3 separate regions of the Mus musculus genome follow, and regions 2 and 3 are each linked to region 1. Evidence: chromatin contacts called from public promoter capture Hi-C data. All regions are on one chromosome and are shown on one strand. Each heading gives the region's core, a stretch centred on a gene start, on an enhancer-like site or on the middle of the called end of the contact. The rest is flanking DNA. Distances are from core to core; before and after follow the strand shown.

The links. Promoter capture Hi-C pulls out the DNA fragments that hold promoters and counts their contacts. Capture Hi-C pulls out chosen DNA fragments and counts their contacts.
Region 2: a contact with region 1 is called in a promoter capture Hi-C map of liver. The contact joins the promoter of Tyro3 here to the promoter of Oip5os1 in region 1. A contact is called at or near these places in 1 of 39 promoter capture datasets (hippocampal neurons) and 1 of 9 other capture datasets (liver).
Region 3: a promoter capture Hi-C map of liver shows a contact between it and region 1, with 4 times the contacts expected there. The contact joins the promoter of Chac1 here to the promoter of Oip5os1 in region 1. A contact is called at or near these places in 9 of 39 promoter capture datasets (the 3T3-L1 cell line, cranial neural crest, hematopoietic stem and progenitor cells and 5 more), 2 of 484 Hi-C or Micro-C datasets (erythroblasts and muscle stem cells), 3 of 115 datasets of contacts at active chromatin or transcription factors (effector CD8 T cells, extraembryonic endoderm stem cells and memory CD8 T cells) and 1 of 9 other capture datasets (adipose tissue).

Annotation. Positions count from the first base shown.
Region 1 is chr2:119,592,516-119,596,568 of GRCm38.p6, reverse strand. Oip5os1 (Opa interacting protein 5, opposite strand 1) reads right to left here and starts at 2,273. Exons shown (of 3, transcript NR_027832.1): 1 at 2,135-2,273; 2 at 227-310.
Region 2 is chr2:119,797,823-119,801,400 of GRCm38.p6, reverse strand. It overlaps Tyro3 (TYRO3 protein tyrosine kinase 3), which reads right to left and starts at 1,887. Exons shown (of 19, transcript NM_019392.2): 1 at 1,518-1,887. The coding sequence starts at 1,611.
Region 3 is chr2:119,349,303-119,353,300 of GRCm38.p6, reverse strand. Chac1 (ChaC, cation transport regulator 1) reads right to left here and starts at 2,059. Exons shown (of 3, transcript NM_026929.4): 1 at 1,665-2,059; 2 at 909-944; 3 at 1-112. The coding sequence starts at 1,898.

The DNA of each region.
Region 1 (4,053 bases), core at 1,024-3,523:
CACAAATGTCTTGCTACCCAGAATAGCCCAGATTAGCTTCAAACTCTCAATCCTCACCTCAGTTCCCCAGGTCCCAAGAGCTGGGCATAAAGGTGAGCCATGGTAGCTGGCTTGTACTCATTTTTATCTTCATCTTCTGTTGCTCTTAACAGTTTAGTATGTCGCTTCTATGGAGCCTTTCAAGCCGCTACAACAGGACTTGGGATGATTATCTCTATCTACTTACGTGCCAAGTCCTGAGTTCAGAATGTTGAGCTGAATATAAAAGCACCTAAGGTCAGGAAAATATTCATCTTGTGTGATATGGTTCCTAAAAATAAAAAGAACATAAAGATAAGTGTCTTGGCTTCTTTTTTATCACTGTGATAAAACACTATGTCCAAGGTAATTCTTAAAAAAAAGAAAACATTTTTTTACACTCACATCTCTAACAGCAAGCAGGAGGCAGAGGGAGACCTAGCAGGGCTGGCTCTGAGTCTTTGAACCCTCAAAGCCTGACGCCAGTGAAACACACCTTTAACAAGCCTAGACCTCCTAATTCTTTCCAAAAAGTTCCACCTACTGTGGCCCAAGTATTCAAACATACGAGCCTATGGGGGCATCTTCATTCAAACCAAAGCAAGGATCTACATATCCTTTACTGATACTACAGGTATTAAGTATACAAAGATATTCCAACCAATCTATTCTAAAAAAATTCACTCTCATAAGTATTCTAAAGGAATAATCATAATGTCACTTTCTGTACACCTCTAGTGGAATTAGTGTTTAAACAATAACATTTTTGGAGAAGTTCTGAAGCTTTATGCAACTCTGAGTTTATGATACTGTATATGATACTGTAGTCTCTCTGGAGGGGCGAGAAACTGTAACTCCGCAGAAAACCTCCCGTAATGTAGAGCTGTCTTTTAGTGGAAAGCAAACGACTTTCTCTTTTTTAAGATGAGGAAGGATGTTATATTCCCTTCCTCTGGCTCATACCTATTTTTTTCTACTTGTGGATCATATTAAAAAGAAAAACTACTTGTGCTAAAGGGGAGGGGTTTTGTTTTTTGGTTTTTTTTTCACCCCCTAAGCAAGTGCTTCCTGCTTCAGCTCTGCTAAGTCTAGGGCTAACAAAAACCATATAATCTATCACAAACATTCACTCACATTATGATTTTTCCATTTGAACTGGCTCTCACTAATATGCCAGTTTATTTCTGAAACAAGGTTTTGATAGATGTAAATTTCTGGCCCTGAGCACCAACACACGCAGCAAATGTCTCCCCGATCCAGAATTCAGAAGCAAAGACTTTCCGAGAATTTAGCTGAATACCAATAAAAGTAAGGGGGCTCCCAATTACAAAGAGATAAAATTAAATAAGAATCAAATATAAATATCTTGTTAGTACTACACTGTCACCAGTGTACACCAACTACACAAATGAGATTCCAGCAGTACTTCCAGAACTATAGTTCTAAAAAAACGAAAAGAAAAGCATCGTAAGCCGTTTCCCTTGATCCTGGGTAAGAAATCAACATAGGTGAATTCCACTGAGACCCGTTTGCCGAAACTAATGCGCCATAAGGGCATTATCAGGACGTCCAAGGACAAAGCTGCTTACTACGGTCATAAAAGTTTGGCAGGGGCGAGTATGAGGTAAAGGCTGCAAGAGTCTATCTGTAATACACATACTCAAATGAAAATACCAGAGGGAGCCTCTTACAGCAAATCTCAAGGTCAACGCGCCAGGGACACAAAATGCCCAGAGCTGCAACAGGCCTGTCAACCTCAACCGGTGACGCCTTCGGTAAAGGGTCAAACAATACAGAGATAGTCTTAGAAAAATAAAAGGGAGGTGCACACAGCGGCTTCCCGATACGGCCGGCGTACGTGCAACTCAGAGAACCAGGGCAAAGCACGCAGCGGCCAAAGCGAAGGGCGCAAGGAAGGGCGTGGAGCGCTGGTAAGGGAAGGACGCGGCCACATACCCGGAGGCGGCGGAGCCGACCGGACGCGGCTGCGAATGCAAAGCCCTGTCAGGCCCAGGCCTCGCCGGCTCCCTCATTAGGCTCGCCGCTACCCCGTCCCGAGTTGTGCCGCCCCACCGGCTGCTCGTCTCCCGATAGACAGACGGACTTCTCAGCTCACCTCACACGGTCCAGCACAAGTACTCCGCTTCTCACGGGAGGCCTGCCCCGGGCCCGCAGGCCAGCTGCCCGGGGCACGCCTCACTCCGCCATCTTCGCTCCTTCCCCTGTCCGCCAACCCAGGGGCGGAGGCGCGAAAGGCTCCGCCCCGCCTCCGAGTGATGATTGGACAGCACCTTGCTCGCGCGCTCTTTTTCCATCGCGGATTGGCTGGGAAGTACTTCAATCAATCCCTCTCTCTGGTTCTATTTTTTGTTGTTGGAGCTTAGTGCTCCAGTTGAAGTTAAGGAGGAAAAGGGTTGTTGTAATTCACTTGAGGAAAAACATTCCGCACGGAGGCAGTCTCACTTTTTAGTAAGATAGCACTACAAGGCCAAATGACTATTTTAAATTATCGTTACTGTAAAAATATACTGTTACTAGTAATTCCTCTCTTGGCTAAAGGATTTTTATACCCGGACTAACACTACACCCAGAGGAACAATTTCATGGTGTCAGTTCTTCTGACTTTGACCCACTTGAGAGAATGTTGCCTGCTGTTTAAAGGTCAATACAGTAGCGTAGTTTTCCTCACCTTAAAAGGGCCTGCCCGCTGCCTGAGAAAATGTTAAACTGCATTTGTTGTTTGTTCCAGTTGTAGGATTTAGAGATCCTTTAGCGGTATTTCCAGGAGAGGTAGTGAAGGCAATAGTGTGACTCTTCCAGGTGATGACACACGTTCTTCTGGATAAGCAGTGCTTCCTAAATGACGGGGTTATCACTAGGCCATTTATTAAATCCAAATTTCTATGCTTCCCTCTGTGATAAGGATGCTATGCCATACAAAGACAAAACACAGTTGTCTATTGAATCTATTGGCTAATAAAATAATAATAATAATAATAATTACATTATTCGTTATTATTATTAGAATGTTAGAACCTATTGAATAATAATAAATTCACAAGCTACATTGATTTATTGGCTGCAACTGGCCATCAGCCTTGATTTCCCTTTATAGCTGGGCTGGTGACAGAGACCTTGTGTATCCCAGGCTGGCCTCAAATTGCAATGTAACAGAATTACCACACTGGTTATGTCCTGAATCTCAAGTGAGCAACAATGTCCTCCATCCAAAGACAGGTTCTTTGAGTGTTAGCTACTATCAGATCACACATCACTGCACCGTATGTCTCTGTGTATGAATAGGCACACTGTATATCTGTATATACTTAGACTACAGAAGGCCTGCAAAGGATTACACAAACCTCTGTGTTCAGTGAGGTTTTACTACATCCAGACAGAGCTGATATAAATGGGAAAAGTCACCACAGTTAGATATTGATGAACTCATTTAGAAAGACACAGAGTATTGAAGCTAGCTGAGGGGTCCAGGTGAGTGTCAACGGAGGAATATGGTGAGGTGCAGGACTGAGTAGGGACAGACAGATGCACAGACAACAGTAATCCAAAGGAGCGATATCAAGCAATGAGGCCTGGGCTAAGCCGAAGGGCTGCCCAAAGAACCAGCAGAAACAGTCTTGTCCCTCCTCAACTCACTTAAGCAGGGGTTCAGGTGACACTGCAGGGCTGTTACCATCAAACCATGGTGCTATGTCTTTCCTATTTATATGGGGTATAGGTGAGGAATTCTCCTGCCTGAGGTGTATGTGTGTGTGCTCACATGTAGTGAAAACTCAGACTGCATGCATATTAGACAAGCACTTATCAGAGCTATATCTGTTTAATACACCCATATCCATTTTTTTCATGTATTTTGATTTGATATATTTTTAGATTAAATTTATGTAAATTATTTTGCCTGTGATTATGCATGTACATGTACCACACACTTGCTTAGTGCCTGAGGAGGTATCAGATCCCAAGGATCTGGAGTCAGGGATCATTGTGAGTCACCATGGCAGGGCTAAGACTCATGCC
Region 2 (3,578 bases), core at 638-3,137, 210 kb before region 1:
TGTTGGAAGGATGGTAGCCTGAACCCAGGCTGTGAGACTGGGTATGACAAGACTTCTAGTTTTCTGGTATCACTCAGTTCCCTTAGCACCAAAGACTTCTTCCCCATAGCTCCCTCCCTATTGCCCAATCACCAGAAGGCAAACCTAGCTGAACCTCCCTGAGCAGGCACTGTCCTGGGCATGACTGCTCTACCCAACCAGTGCAACAGGCTGCCAGCTCTCTGCCCAGGGTGTCAGTCAAGCCCACGAACTGCTGCTAGTATCCCTGACTCCACCCTGTAAAACGAAGGGAGGTTGAGAAGAGGGAAGGAGGGAATGCTCCCCTGAAGTGGAGAACATATGGCTACAAAACCACGTCAGATCAAACACATGGCAGCCTTCCTGGCAGCCGCCTGCTCTATTAATACCTGAATGTGTGCTGGGGCGGGTGCTAGGAAGACGGGAGGCAGAAGGGAGGGGTGGGGCCCTAAGCAGAAGCCCCAAGACCCCGGAGCTACTGTGGCATCAACAGGGCCCACTTATTAAAATCTTACCCTCTTCAGGCAAGGGTAGACACACACAAACACACGCCCACACACACACACCCTCCTGGCATGTATTAAACAGATGGGCAGGTGAAGAATCTGCATAAAGGAAATCCAGACCTGTTCTTTCTGCTCCTTACTGTGTAACCCTAGGTAAATTCCTGGGCTCTCTGAGCATCTGATACGCACCTCGGAGCCTGCATATACTTTCCACTCTTTAGCTTCCTTTCCTTTCAAGGCTAATGTGGCAAAGAACTCAGTTTTTAAGAAATGCTTGTTGGATGGCTGCTGCCGGGGGAGGGGGGGGGCGCCTGTCTCTCTACCCTTCCCACTCACCCTCACAGGACAAGGAGACATAGCTTCACACCCCTCTGCACCCTGATGTGTGCGTGTGAACTTGAAGGCAAAGGTGCTGCCCTCCTGCCTCGGGGAAATGCCTCTGTGGCTGTGTGGCAACGTAAAGCTAATCTTCACAAGAAGCAGTAACCTTCACCCAACCCAAGCTACTCAACATTCGGGTTTCCGGGAGCGCCAAGGGCCACAGGAACTAGAGTACGGGCAGAGGTATTTTAGAATCCAGCACCTTCACAACCCTGGGTGCTCAAACCCAGATCCTGTAGTTTCAAAGTGGGACCTCGGGGGTGTGCGGAAGGCAGAATGGGTCCTTAGGACTGGGGAAAAGGGAGCAGACTACTAGGAACATAGAGGCGGGAAAATACAGTCCTAAGCACCCCCGACTGCCCACACCCCCCACTCCCTTCCTTTGCACCCAGCCAGCCCCGGGCGCGAGAAAGTTGGGGGCGGGGGCCGCGGCCGGAGGTCTGGCAGCCAACACCCGCTGCGTCCTAGTCTCGGCCTTCCAGCCCCGGCCACCGACCCCAACCTCTGGCCGGCCCAGGCCCGGGTCTCGCCCGCTGCCGTCCCCGGGCTGCGCCCCTCAGTCGTGCGGCTCAGCAGCCCCCCGCTTCCCGCCGCCTCCCGGGCCACCCCTACCTGCGGCCGCAGACCCGGGGAGCAGCAGAGAAGCCAGTCCCGCCAGCAGCAGCGGCCGGAGCCCCGGCCACCCCATGCTCCGCCTCAGCGCCATCGGCGGCGACGCCGCACCATGCCGGGCCCGGCCCGCGAGCGCAGAGAGGAGGGTGGCGGAGGAGGGGCGGGAGGCCCGCGGGAGGGGCGGGGGGCGGCGCTCGGCCCGGGCGTCCCGGACCCGCGGCCGCCTAGAGCCGCGGCCACCGCCGTCAGCAGCGAGGAGTCCCCGGGGCTGCGGCTGGGCCACCGCGCTCCTTCCACAGCCGCCGCCGCCGCCGCCGCTGATTCATGTTCTTCTGCGAGCCGCCGCCTCCTCCCGGCCCGCCCGCCCGCCCTCCGCGGAGCTCGTGCCGCCCTCCCCCTCCCCCGCGCAGCCCCGGTGGCGAGAGCCGAGCGCTAACCTCAGCCCTTACCGCCCGACCTCCCGCCCACCTCCAGAAGGCGCAGCGGGACCCGCGCCCTGGCCACTCCGCTGCCGCTGCGGAGGACCTGCCTCGCTCCCTGGACAGGCACCCGGCCACGCCCCTCCTTCCCCAAATACTTTCCAGTCTCCAGCGGGGCACCCCATCCTCTCCTCAGAACCCCTCTTGGAAGCTCCTGCCACACCCCAACACTGTTCTAAATCCTGACCTCAGACTCCGACACAGCCCTCTCAGAACACAAAGCACCTACTAGACACAGCAACCCTCAGGTGTCCCCAAGACGGCTGGAACAGCTCCCCGAGAAACTACTAGCATCCCTGTACCTCTTTGCTTGAGCTTTTCACCCAGTTTTTTTTTTCTTTTTCGATCTTTGTAGCCTACCTTTAATCGCCAAGTATTCTCCTATCGAAAGACCATTCTCCCCAGCCCATCTTCCCAGAGTGTTTTCCAGTTTGTCGTCCATCTAGAGTTTTCCAAGATCTGTTTCGTAATTCTTAGGTGTCCATCCCCACTGCTAGCCTACGAAGGCCAAAGCAAAATCACCGTGATTTTCGAGGGTATCATTCTTCTTTCTTGCTTCCTCTTTCCACCCCTCCACTTCTGGGACATAGTGTGAACATTGGCATTGTCTTCATACTAGCTAGTGAAACATCTGCTATTATTAGTAGACCACCTTGCGCACAGTAGGCACTCCATAAATAAATAGGCAGATCCTTGTTAAAAGAATGAATAATTGCCTGCTCCACAACCAGTAATCACTGGAGGTGGCCTGCCCACAGACATCCTGTCAGGAAGATGCAGAGCTGGTTCCAAATCGCACCTGCCAAGTCCTCCTCTTGTCCTCACCTCTTCTTGGCCCCTGGAGGACAACCCACAACAGGCGCTTTCCAGGGGTCCTGGATGGGGAGAAAGAACTAGCCAGTGAGACGTCCCATACTCACTGGATCTTTCCAGGGATTCTCCTGAGCAGCAGGAGCCTCCCTCTTCCTCCACTTGGCCCACCAGTGCTTGTTTATTAATTATCTTAATGATAACAGCAGTGCTGGCGGCAGCCGCAGACCCAGCTGGGGGCGCCCCCAGGCGGCAGGATAGGAAGACTCTTGGCAAGTCTGGTCAACAGTTGGATCGGAGGGGCCTGACTTCCTGCTGAGCGCTCTGCCAATTTTCTTGGGAACTCTAGGATGGCTCCAGGACGCTTTCCTGAAGGGGGAAAAAAGAAAAGAAAAGCACACAAGCTTGCTCTTTTCCAGAGCTTTGGAATTTTGAGTGTCAGACAGTCTGGAACGGAAGCCAGAACTGTTCTACGCTGTCTCCAGTAAAGGGGACCCTTCTCTTTATTTCAATTAACCTGGCACAGAGTATTCCCGGAAGATGTTCAATCTAGAGACCAAACACAGCTTCTACTTCCTGTTCTTCACTCCTGAGCTGATATGGAATTCTAGCCCAAGGGTTTATACTTTGTTATCAGTTAAACTGGCTCCTTAGGCAAGTCATGGAGGTGGCTTTCCGCATTCTAACTAAGCCTGAGACACATCACCATCCTGCTAGAAAATATGTCTGCTTTCCCTGAAGGGAAATCCCACCTCACTTTCCCCGAAGGACA
Region 3 (3,998 bases), core at 810-3,309, 240 kb after region 1:
TGACTTCCTTAGTGTCATAGCCACCAAGCACGGCTTCCCTCACATTCAGGTACTTCAGGGCCTCGTTCACCTGCTCCCCTCGAACTTGGTATGCCACACCCCAAGTGCAGCCCTAGGGAAAAACAGAGACACTCCAGTCAGTCACAGAGCTTGATGCTGGTCCTGTGTTCATTCTAGAATGTTCCCCTAGACACATTCCACACCTATGTTCTATAAAAGAGGTGGAGGGGGTGGGGAGACGTCTCAAGGGATAGAGGTAGTTGCTACCATGCCTGATGATCAGATAACCTAAGTCCAATCCCTGGGACATGAATGGTCGGAGGAAAGAATCGACTTCCATCTTGTCGTCTTGCTTCCACATCTGACCTACAGCGTGTGCACATGCGTGCATGTACAAATAGATGTAATTTTGAAGTTTTATGTGTATGGACGTGTGTGCCTGGCGACCTGTGATCTTGGTGGTCAGTCAGAAGAGTCTGATTCCCTGGAACTGGAGCTACAGATTGTGAGTTACTGTGTGGGTGCTGGGTATCAAATCCAGGCCCTTTGGAGAAGCAGAAGGTGCTTCTGACTCCTGAGCCATTTCTCCATGAAGCTTTAAAAAAAAACTAACGTGTTTGACTGGCTGCTGAGCCACCCAGAAGCAATACCCTTCACCCTATTTCCCTTGAGTTTTGTTTATTTTGAGACGTCTCATATAGTACAGGGTGTCTGACCCAGGATTCATTATGTAACCAAGAATAACTCTGAACTCACAGAAATCCATCTTAATAAGACCCTCCCTCAAGTGATTCTCCAAGAAGCATGGAGTAAGCTAGCTACACTTCCACTCTCCCCACACAAGAGCTCTGACCCTCTGCACCCTGATACATCAGACCCCAGGATTCTCTTCTTGACTGCACACTTACCTCACGGTCTTCAAGGAGGGTCACCACTCGGCCAGGCTAGACAGGGAAGAAAGGTTTTGAAAAAGACAAATTAGATATTAGCACTTCCGAAAGGACTATGAATGAACCTTATTGACATGGGGGGCTTGCCTGTCATGCACAAGACCTTAGATTCAATCTCCAGCAACACACACACACACACACACACACACACACACACACACACACACACACACACCTTTAGTCCTGTTGTGACTTGAACCTGTAGTTCCAGCACTTCAGCACCAGAGAGAGAGATTTGTCACAAGTTTGAGGCCACATAGCAAGAAATAGGTAAGATGGAGGAGGGGGAAAAAGAGGGGGGAGAAGAGGAGGAGGAAAAGGAGGAGGAGGAGGAAGAGGAAGAGAAGAACAAGGAGGAAGAGGGAGAGGAAGAGAAGAGGAAGAGGAGGAAGAGGGAAAGGAAGAAGAGGAAGAGAAGGAAGAGGAGGAAAGAGTGCCAGCCTAAGCCCCAAGCCTGGGAGAGGACCTTTCATCGAGTGACATGGAGTGATGGGCAGATGTGGAAGAGACAAACAACGAGCGGCCCAGATTAGTAACCAGCACAAGAATCCACAGGTGCAATCACCAACCTGATTTCCAGGCACACAAATTTAAACCACAAACCAGGTTTACAATTTTCTCTTAGTTAGCCCAGGGTCCCTGCCACTCCAGGATACGAGTGCCCACTCTCCTGCCAACCCCACTCCACTCCTCTGGGCACAGAAGGATGCTCACCATCTTGTCGCTGCCCCTATGGAAGGTGTCTCCCTGCCAGAACCGTCGGCTATAGCCACGAACGAAGCCCACACGGCTGTCACTATAGGCAAAGTCCGGCTTCCACACTAGGGAGCCGTACCCGAAAATCCACAGGGCTTGGGGGTCGCCATCCCCCCAGGAAGGCTGCGCGGATGATGGTGCAGGGGACAGTGAAGGAGGCGGAGTGCTCTGGGATGCGGACTCCTGCTTCATGGTGCCGGGCGCAGGGACGGACCCGGGTGGCCTCCGAGACTGGTCTCCGGCACGGGCACGGAAGGACCGACGGACGCGTACACCTGGCCTGGCACCGATCGGTCGTTCCAGCTGAGTGGTCCCTCCAGAGGCGCTCTTTAAACCCTCCGGCCAGGAAGGCCCTCAGACTGCCTCCAGCTGTCCCTATGATTGGGGCGGGGCAAATCTCTTTCTGGCCAATCACCTTTAGATTTTGCTTCTCGGTTAACCGCGCCGCCCTCCGAGTGGGTACCAGAGCAGCCCGCCCCAGGGCCAACGCGCGTGCTGATTGGTTCGGCTCCTCCTCCCGTGGCAGACCTGGCAGGAGTGATGCAACGGCAGGGAAGGTTTCCCCAGAACTGGCATGCAGCAAGGGCGAGTCAGATTGCGTCAGGCTGCTGGCACCGGGAACGGGCCTTAGAATGGGCGCGGGCACCCGCCGTCTCCCGGGAAGGCCCTCTCAGTGGTCTAAACGGTGTCATCCCTGCAGTCCAGCCGGTGCACCTGGCAGAATCATTGCCGCCCAAAGCAGTGGCCAGTGCAGGGCACGACCAGTAGGAATACTTTGGGCGGCACGAATTCTTGCCTTTGGGGCCCCGCCTAAAAGCACGCACTGCAGAGAAGCTGTTTTGGACACCCTCCGCATTCCACTCTGGTGCCTCATACTGTTGCCCACGTGAACAGCTGGAGAAACTGAGTCACGGGGTGGTAAGGGGTTTTGCAAAGGCTGTAGTTGAGTCAGACTGGTTGGCACAAGCATGCAGGCCTCACGTGACGGCTACACCCGGGCCAAATGTGAGACCCCTGAGTTCAGGCGGGTTAGAAGAAAAGTCAAAACTAGACAGCCTTGGGCAGAGTAGTCACATTGAGGATGACTGTTAGTACCTGTGGTACAAAGCTACAAAGAGAAGAATGCCAGGCCACTTTCACCCCATGGGTACGGGTTTCATTCTCTCTAGCTTGAGATCTTGCAGCAGTGGGCAATTTACATAGGTACCAAAGTTTGGAGAAACGTTGGTTAAGGACAGCACAGAGGACTAAGGGCACCTGCAGCCTTTTCCCATAGCTTCTTGCCAGGCAGTGGGTATGGGCCCTGGCACTGACGTGGGCAACCAGGCACCAGCCATCTCCTTGGAAGTTCCTCTCTGCCTGAACCCTGCAAGAGTCACCATTGGGCTAGGTAGTGGTGTCACACTCCTTTAATCCCAGCACTTGGGAGGCAGAGGCAGGTAGGTGGATTTCTGAATTCCAGGCCAGCCTGGTCTATAGAGTGAGTTCCAGGACAGCCAGGGCTGCACAGAGAAACCCTGTCTCAAAAAATAGAGGGGAAAAAAAAAAAAAAACAGTCACCATTGGCAGGTCTCAGGATCTGTCTCCCCAAGAGCTCACCCTCTCTGGTGGAGCCAGTGCCACCCCAAACTGCAGGATGGAGGAGAGGTCGAGTTTTGCTTCCTAGGCAGCAGCAAGAGGCAGCCTCTCTGGGCATCTCTCATTGGGAAAGGGAAACAAAGAGCAGAAGGCCTTTCACTAGGGTGAACAAACAAGAGTGAGCTCCCTGGAAGTGGAAACTCAGTGAGTCTCCTTATTTAACTCAAAATTGTATGCACAGGGTAGATCCATCCCAAAAGAGATCCATCCCAAAAGTGTCTACACAATTGCCTCTCTCTCTCTCTCTCTCTCTCTCTCTCTCTCTCTCTCTCTCTTCCACTATCCTCTAGCTGGACTGACCTGGAATTACTATACATACATGCCTGAGATTCACAGAGAAACTCTCAAGCCTAGCATTCAGGAGGCCGAGGATAGAGACCTAGAGAATCGGGCCAGCATGGGCTACAAAGCAAAACCATGTCTCTAAATGAATAAATGTATGGATGAACGGAGTGGAAAGAAATACTCTTAAAAGTTGGAGGAACTTGTGTTTGTTTCGTTGGCGGGACTAGAACTCGAGTCCGCACACCGGTGTGCCTTATGCCTGATGTGTGTGCCTACCCCAGGCCTGGGCTCCCTGTGAGGCTCATGCACTACTTTTTTGTTTTGTTTTGTTTTGTTTTGTTTTGTTTTGTTTTGTTTTGTTTTGTTTTG